Regions from separate parts of the Sus scrofa genome. Here region 1 is linked to region 2. A link is a contact called in public HiChIP or PLAC-seq data. All regions are on one chromosome and are shown on one strand. Each heading gives the region's core, a stretch centred on a gene start, on an enhancer-like site or on the middle of the called end of the contact. The rest is flanking DNA. Distances are from core to core; before and after follow the strand shown.

Region 1 (4,299 bases), core at 1,526-4,025, 950 kb after region 2:
AGTAATTTTACTTACGTTAATATGCAATATATGATTTTCTGTATTTTCTACAGAGTGCACATGTTATTTTACAATAAAAGCCTAATTTAAAAAATATTAAAATTAAAAATATATGCATCATACATATATAACATAAGGAGTATATATATCATATGTAATATTAAAAATAACATAAATTCTACTTTTATTTTTCTCTTTATGTTTTGAGACTTTTATAAATTAATACTCTATAATGTTATTTGTTTTTTTATTGTGTTACCAACTAAACCAAGAGACTTTACTTGTAAGCAGCAGAAACTGCATTTGGTTAATACATACCAGAGAGGCACTTGGCGGGGGCGGGGAGGGGGAAGAATGTGATGGAATGTAAAATTTCCAAAGACAGCCTGGGAACCAGGCTTACAAAGGCAGGAATAGGGGAGTCCCCTGTTGGCCAAGTGGTTAAAGATCTGGCCTTGTCACTGCTGTGGGGTAGTTTCAATCCCTGGCCCAGAAACTTCTGCATGCCATGGGCATGGCCTATAGATATAGATATAGATATAGATATAGATATAGATATAGATATAGATATAGATATAGATATAGACATAGACACAGATATAGATATAGATATAATATTTGGAAAAAAAACAAGACAGACAGGAAGAACAGGCAAGTGGTTCCAGGAGTTTTGCAGAAACTATGTGCAGACTTATCCAGGAACCCCTGTGACAACCAGTAGGCTCTAACACTCACATGATCAATTGGAAAGTGATGGTCTGGTCAGCCCAATAGGGGATGTGTTTCCGGCCCAGCTACAGGGGAACAGAGCACCTTGCTAAGTGTCCTAGCCAGACAGCACCCAAAGGACTTTGAACATTCACCCAAGAGAATTTTAATCCTAGTTCCAAAGGAGACAGCATGGACATTGGATAAATAAAAACAACAGATGCCCACCACATTTGTAACAGTTCTTCCTCTACCCAAATTTTTTAGGTATAATCTATGTACAAGCAACTATGTTTCAAACTGCCCACTGATCCATTGCTGAACAGCTTTGATAGTTAGGAAATCCTTCTGGAAGTGTTGACTCCACTTCTGTCTCCCTATATGAAAGAGGAGGCAGAATGGTGATGGAACTGGAAACTGTCTTGTTTGAGGATCAGTTGAGAAATCTGGGGAGTGGGTAGCCTGGAGGTAAGAAGACTGGGGGTGAAGGGAACCGTCATGCTAACCTTCCATGCTGCCTGTTTTTATGTAGCAGAAGAATGAGAGATGTTCTCTCTTTTCCTGAAGACTACAGTTCAGGAAACTGGTACTCCGAGAACCAATTGGTACTCCTAGAACCAAGAGGTGGAAGTTCTAGGGAGGCAAATGTCAACCAATTGTTTTAACTTTTAAGAATTTGAAATGGCCTCCTCTGGAAAGTAGGAATCCTGTTACCTCAAGAGGGAGGAAAGCAGAAATTCCCGCACAGCTTGGGTTGGGTTATATGATTTCTGAAGATTCTTTGAACCCTAAGAGTCTATGATCTTATGGTCCTTTGTTATTTGCAAACCTGAAAGTGTTCTGCTGCACGGGGATCCTCACCTTTCACAGCTCTTCGGTTACACCCATGCCTCAGGCAGGTCTGGCTTCTCACTTTCACCCAGTTTGCTTGCAAACCTGTGTTTGTGGAAGAATTCCCTTTGCACTGCTTACTGCAGGGAATTGTTGAGATTTCCTCAACTGAGTATGGAAAGCAGGAGAGGAGTGGAAAGAGGCACAAGCGGTAGATTAGGAGTGAGGTCTTGGGTTTCAATCCCAACTCCACTGCTTGTATATCGTGGGATCTTGGTTCAGTCAGTGGGCTTTGTGATTCTCACTTTATTCATATGTAAAAAGTAAATAATGATAATAATAATAATAATAACTACCTTACAAAGTTGATTTAAAAAATAAATAACACCTGGTTTTCATGCATTATTTCTTTTTTTGTCTTTTTTTTTTTTTTTAGGGCCACACCCAAGGCATGTGGAAGTTCCCAGGCTAGGGGTCTAATTGGAGCTGCAGACTCCGGCCTATACCCCAGCCACAGCAATGCCAGATCCCAACTGCATCTGCAACCTACAGCACAGCTCATGGCAATGCCCGATCCTTAACCCACTGAGTAAGGCCAGGGATCGAACCTGCACCCTCACAGATACCAGTCAGATTCATTTCCACTGAGCCACGACAGGAACTCCCACATGCATTATTTCATTTAGTCCTTCCAACAGTCCCATGATGTGTAGGTTCCATTCGTCTCATTTCACAGATGAGAAAACTGAGGTTTAGAGAGTGTCACGCATTTGCCTAAATGTTGAAGCTAAAATTAAAATCAACTGATCCAACTCTACAGGCTGAGTACTTTATAATGCCCACCCACCATAATGTCAGAATTACATGAAATAGGACCTATCATGATAGACTTAATACAGAGCCTGGAGCATGATAGGGACTCAGTAAATGCTGGTTTTCTACTCTTATTCTTGTGACTTAATCTTCTAAAAACTCCAGGTAACCAAAATTCATCTCTTCCTTCCTTCCTTCCTTCCTTCCTTCCTTCCTTCCTTCCTTCCTTCCTTCCTTCCTTCCTTTCTTTCTTTCTTTCTGCCACACTTGTGACATATGGAAGTTCCTAGGCTAGGGGTAGAATTGGGGCTGTAGCTGCCAGCCTACCATGCAGCTCACAGCAACACCGGATCCTTAACCCACTGAGCAAGGCCAGGGATCCCACTCATGTCCTCTTGGACATTAGTCAGGTTTGTTTACACTGAACCGAAATGGGAACTCCCAGAATTCATCTTTCAGTGCCATGCCCCTGCACTGCCTTCATCCTCAGGCTGGTTACGGGATGGTGGCAACAGTCCAAGAGTCTGATCAAGATGCCACACAGAAGCTCTTCTTGTTCTTTCTCAGGAGCCAGAAAACTCCCTAGAAGCCTCCTCTCATATCTTACTTAATAGAGTTGGGTCCACAGTCTTGTTCCTAAACCAATCACTGGCAAAATTGGACAACCCTTGGGCCAAACAGGCCTACACCTGGAGCTGGTCAGCTTCCAAACTCAGCCTTCTGCTTGGAAAGAAAAAGGAGGAAATGGATGCTGGTAGGCTGTCCACTGTCTCCCCTACACCCCTGTTGTCCTGATAAGAAAGTCAAGGCTCAGAGTTCCCTTTGGGACTCAGCAGTTAATGAACCCAACTAGGAACCAAGAGGAAGTGGGTTCAATTCCTGCCCTCGCGCTCAATGAGTTAAGGATCCGGCGTTGCCCTGAGCTGTGGTCTGAGTCGCAGACTCAGCTCAGATTTGGCATTGCTGTGACTGTGGTGTAGGCCAGAGGCTGTAGCTCCGATTCGACCCCTAGCCTGGAAACTTCCATATGCCCCAGGTGCAGCCCCCCAAAAAAGTTAAGGCTCAGAAGGGTTTAATTAATCTGTCCAGGATCCAAGGGCAAGGGTAAGGTGGTAGGAAGGGAAGTTCATACACAGGGTGGATCTCAGGTAAGGAGGAGGCCAAGGGCTGTGGCATTGATCACTGGATCCCACCCCTAGAAATTCTGTTCACTTGGTTTGGGATGCAGTCTGGGCCTCAAGATTTATAAAAGCACCTCAGGATATTTTAATGTGCAGCCAACGTGAGAACTGCCCGTTTAGGAAAAGAGCTATTGAAATGTGGAGGGGCTGCAGCCAAAGGCAGAGAGTCTGGACTGGGTACCAAAGATCCTGTCTGTCCTGTTTCTCCTCAGTAACGCCAGCATCCACCAAGGATGCCCCATGTTCCAGGCGTAGCTGAGCCCTCAGCATTGACATCTTGTAGGCAGTCACAACTGAGTGGATCCCAGATGCTCTACGCAGAGAATGAATACCTCTCATACAACCTCCACCAAGTCATAGTGCTTCCATGTTACCGATGAGGAAGCAAGAGCCCAGGAATTTTCAGTCTCTCCGCCTCTGTACTGTCAAGTCCTGCCCATCAGTGGAAGAAATTGGGAGCTGGAGAAAGAAAAGGGAGGCTGTTCTCTCTCTTTCTGCCTTCTAGAGCATCTTCTTCCAGCTTATTCTGTCTGGATCTTCCCTGTGGCCCCTCCCACCAGCTGGGGGACATCAGCCTCCTGAGAAAGAGGAGGAAAGACCTGAAGCTTCCTGACTAAAGCATGGGCAGGAGTGGGGACCAATCTTCATTTCTGAGAAATCCTATAGCCCTTTGAGTTGGGAGGCCTGGAATTTAGCCTCGTCTCAGAGCCTCACTTGTATGGCGACCTTGAGCACAGCACTTCTGATTAGGCTGTTTTTTGCATCT
Region 2 (3,723 bases), core at 178-2,677:
TATCACTTGGGTGTATGTTTCAGGTTGGTGGAGTGGGTAGGCTGGGGAAGGTGGTGGGCGTTACTATTCGAATGGCTCCTCATTATCATTTCCTGATGATTACTCCTCCATCTGCAAGCAATAGCCCTGCTGCTCTGAGGTTGATACCACCCAATGATACAGATACAATCATCCCTCTCTCCTCTGCAGCTCACTGCTGTCATCATCAGCTTCTTGCTGATGGTAAATGAGGCTAAGGCTTAGATCTCAGTCTCCATATCCATCTGGAGGTTTGTCATCATCATGTAAGGCTTCAGCATCTGTTTATAAGATCCATTCAACACTTGAGGTGTGTGGTTTCAAAGTGGTTACAGCATTCCAATAGCCACCTTCTGACCTCAACTGCCCATTAATCCAGTTCTCCACTTTGCCCCATGATTCCCACCAAATGTCCTCTTCACCTGCTGGTAATTTCCAGAATCTCAATGACGTCCTTTTCTTCTAATCGATATATTTCTTCTGACTCTAATTTCTTCTTTATATAGAAGAAGGGCCCCATCTATTAAACCAAACACATTGATGAACAGGAATCACCTCTACTACTCCTTTAGTTGCCAAAGTCAATCGGTCGCTCTAATCCACAAAGTTCTTTAGCCAGGATATGCTTCATTTATGACTGCAAGGGAGGAACTTTGTTTAGGATGGAGTGAGCCAATGGGAGATTGCAACTCTAGAAAATGCAACATCCTAAAAGCTCTCAGGAAAGGTACACTTCCTGCTTCAAAGTTAATTTTGTATTGGGTAGATTCCTTGGCCAACAGATCAGGAACCATAATCGGCAGCAAAGAATCAAAATATGACAGCATTAACATAGTAGACAACGACTGTGCTGCAAGGGATACTGGGTGGTCACTAGGGTCAATTTATGTTTAGGCTGGTAAGTAACCAAATTATCTAAGACACAGGCTATCTATCCATCTATCTCTCCCTCCACACGCCTTAAAGCTCTATGTTTAGGATCTCCAAAACATATTAGAAATGGGGCAGAACATTGTAAACCAAGTATAATGGAAAAAATAAAAAATCATTAAAAAAAAAAGAAGTTGGAGGAGTTCCTGTTGTGGCACAGTGGAAATGAATCTGACTAGTAACCATGAGGTTGAGGGTTTGACCCCTGGCCTTGTTCAGTGGGTTAAGGATCCGGCATTGCGGTGAGCTGTGGTGTAGGTTGCAGATGTGGCTCAGATCCCGAGCTGCTGTGGCTGTGGCATAGGCCAGCAGCTGTAGCTCTGATTCGACCCCTAGCCTGGGAACTTCCATATGCCATGGGTGCAGCCCTAAAAAAAGCAAAGAAAAAAAGAAGTGGGGCATAGACACCCTGGTCTAGCCTTTGGGGCCGGCCTTAAACTGGTTGATGGTACAAGGGCCTCTGGCTAAGCCATAATGCATTTCAAATCAACTTTAGAGGAAGAAGGCAAGCAGAGTGGTTCAGTCTAAAACCAGGACTTGGAGAGACCAAGGGTGGCACCAAAGCACCCAAAAGACAAGAAGGGCTGGAAGGAAACTGGGAAGGAGAGAGGGAACCTGAAATAAAGCCTTGTCTAAATTTCTTGTCTGGCCTCTTATCAATTTCTATTAAAGAAGGCCAAGAACTCTGACAGGAAACAGAATGAAGGAATCATTCAACTCTGAATACCAGCTGATGGCTCTGGTCAATGAGGGGAGGAAAGATGGACAATGAGCAGAATGGGGGGCTGGAGGGAATAGACGTAGGAGCCCGTACTTGGAAATGTGGACTTTATTTTTGGGTTGGACTTCCAGGCCTTTTACTTAAAACAAACAAAGAAAACAACAACTATGTCAGCTGTGTTTATAAACACAAGCTTGCTCTGGCTTTCACAAGACATTGGGAATTCAGTCTGCTTCCCTTTGGTTACTAAATTATTGACAAGTACATGCTGTACTGGAAAGAGAAGGGATCTGGAAATCAAGAGGCTCTGGTCCTCTATTCGTCTTCATCTGGGCTCTATAGTTTTGAATGAGTTGCCTCCTTTCTTTGGATCCTAGTTTTCCTGTCTCCAAAATGGGAACTTTGAGCCAGATACTATTTTATTGTTCAGCAAGTAGTTATTGAGTACCTGTCATTGCCAGGTATTGTCCTAGGCACTGGGGATACATCCGTGTTATCAGGTAGCTCTGATCCTTGACCTCATGGAGTTTAGGGTCTAGTAGAAAAACACAGGTGCAATAGAGAGGGTCAGAGAAGACAATACTAGATTGGGGGCTTAACGAAATATCTGAAGGTTCAAAAGGTGTTGGAGAAACAGGTAAATCAAGTTGGTGAAGACGGTCCCAGGCTGAAGGAAGTACGTATTTGCAGGCCCCAAATCAAGATAATATGGTGCATTCATAGAACTAAAACAAGTCCAAGATGGCTGGAGTAGAAAGAGTGAAGAGAAAAAGTGCTAAGAGATAAAGCTACGAACGAAGGCAGGAATCAGATTTTGGGTGGCCTTTGAAAATCATGTTAAAGGTTTCTGACATTATGCCAAAGTCAAGGGGAAGCTATTGGAGAATTTTAAGCCAGAGCTGCCCTATTCAAATTTGTAAGAGATCACTTTGAGTAATGTGTAGGGAATGGATTAGAGAGGAGTAAACGTGGAGGCAGGGAAACCATTCAAGAGGTCCCTGGAGCAGTCTGGGTGAGAATGCTGGCATCCTGGACCATGGCAGTGACTGTGGAATTAAAGCAAAGTGGAAGAATTCAAGAAATATGAGATGTCGTTTAGAAAGAGACCTGGAGAGACTGAGGCGGGAGGACAAGAGAAGATAGGTCAGAACGTCCTTGAAGTTCTGGCAGGAGTGACTAAGCAGATGTGGGGTCATTTACCAATAATGCCATGGCCTAAGCTAGTACTTGTTACTTTCATAGGCAAAGGTGGACATGATGAGTTCAGATCTGCACATGTTTAAATTGAGATGCCTGTGGGCCCTTCAAGTGGAGATGCTATGAAGACAGCTGTAGAGCTGCTGACATATAGATAGAACATGAGTCCTTAGAAGTGGATGGGATGGAAAAAAAAAAAAAAAGAAATGGATGAGAGGGACAAAATCTCATAGAAGACCAACATAAAAGGCGGGGTAGAGGAGAGAGGGGAGCTGGCAAAGGAATCTGGAAAGCAGAATAGTGAGAGGAAGATCAGGAAAGTATGTTGTCAATGGAAAAGTGTTTCAATGAAGGGAGTGATCCAAGTTGCAAAATGCTGCTAAGGGTAAAGCAGGGTAAGGCTTGGACACGGCCTAGGTTAGCATCAGTGACCTCGACTAGCACTAGTGTGGTGGATTTGTGGAAGTGTAAGGCAGGTCATCCTCGGTTAAGGAGGAGGTGGCTGCTGAGAAGATGACAGGATAGCCACCTTTAAAATTTTTTGACTGTGAGAGGCAATAACGGGAAGGTGACAGATCGAAGAAGGGATTGTACTTATAAGAGTTTGTGGTAGCATTTTCCAACAGAAATAATATGAGTTACATAAGTAACTTGAAATTTCCTAGTAGCCACTTAAAACAGTGAAAAGAAACTGATGAACTTAATTTTATTATTTTTTATTTAATTATTATACCCCAAATATAATTTCAACCAGTAATACAAACATTATTAATTAGATATTCCATGTTCTTGTACTCATACTGTCTTTGAAATTTGGGGTATCTTTTATACCTTTCAGTCTGGACGAGCCACACTTC

What was found. HiChIP or PLAC-seq counts read pairs in DNA pulled down with a chosen protein or histone mark.
Region 1: an H3K27ac HiChIP or PLAC-seq map of alveolar macrophages shows a contact between it and region 2. The contact joins two enhancer-like sites. A contact is called at or near these places in 19 of 47 Hi-C or Micro-C datasets (adipocytes, alveolar macrophages, embryonic fibroblasts and 11 more) and 2 of 2 datasets of contacts at active chromatin or transcription factors (alveolar macrophages and skeletal muscle).

Annotation. Positions count from the first base shown.
Region 1 is chr6:153,724,851-153,729,149 of Sscrofa11.1, forward strand. No RefSeq gene overlaps it. Among named protein-coding and RNA genes, the nearest start is that of MYSM1, 28 kb to the right of the region's middle. Within about 2 kb of position 2,776, at least 1 of the 83 cell types and tissues checked has an H3K27ac peak or open chromatin away from gene starts, as enhancers often do. A contact at or near this core is called in alveolar macrophages, where this site is marked.
Region 2 is chr6:152,775,949-152,779,671 of Sscrofa11.1, forward strand. All of the region lies in intron 14 of FGGY (FGGY carbohydrate kinase domain-containing protein), which reads right to left. Among named protein-coding and RNA genes, the nearest start is that of HOOK1, 68 kb to the left of the region's middle. Within about 2 kb of position 1,428, at least 1 of the 83 cell types and tissues checked has an H3K27ac peak or open chromatin away from gene starts, as enhancers often do. A contact at or near this core is called in alveolar macrophages, where this site is marked.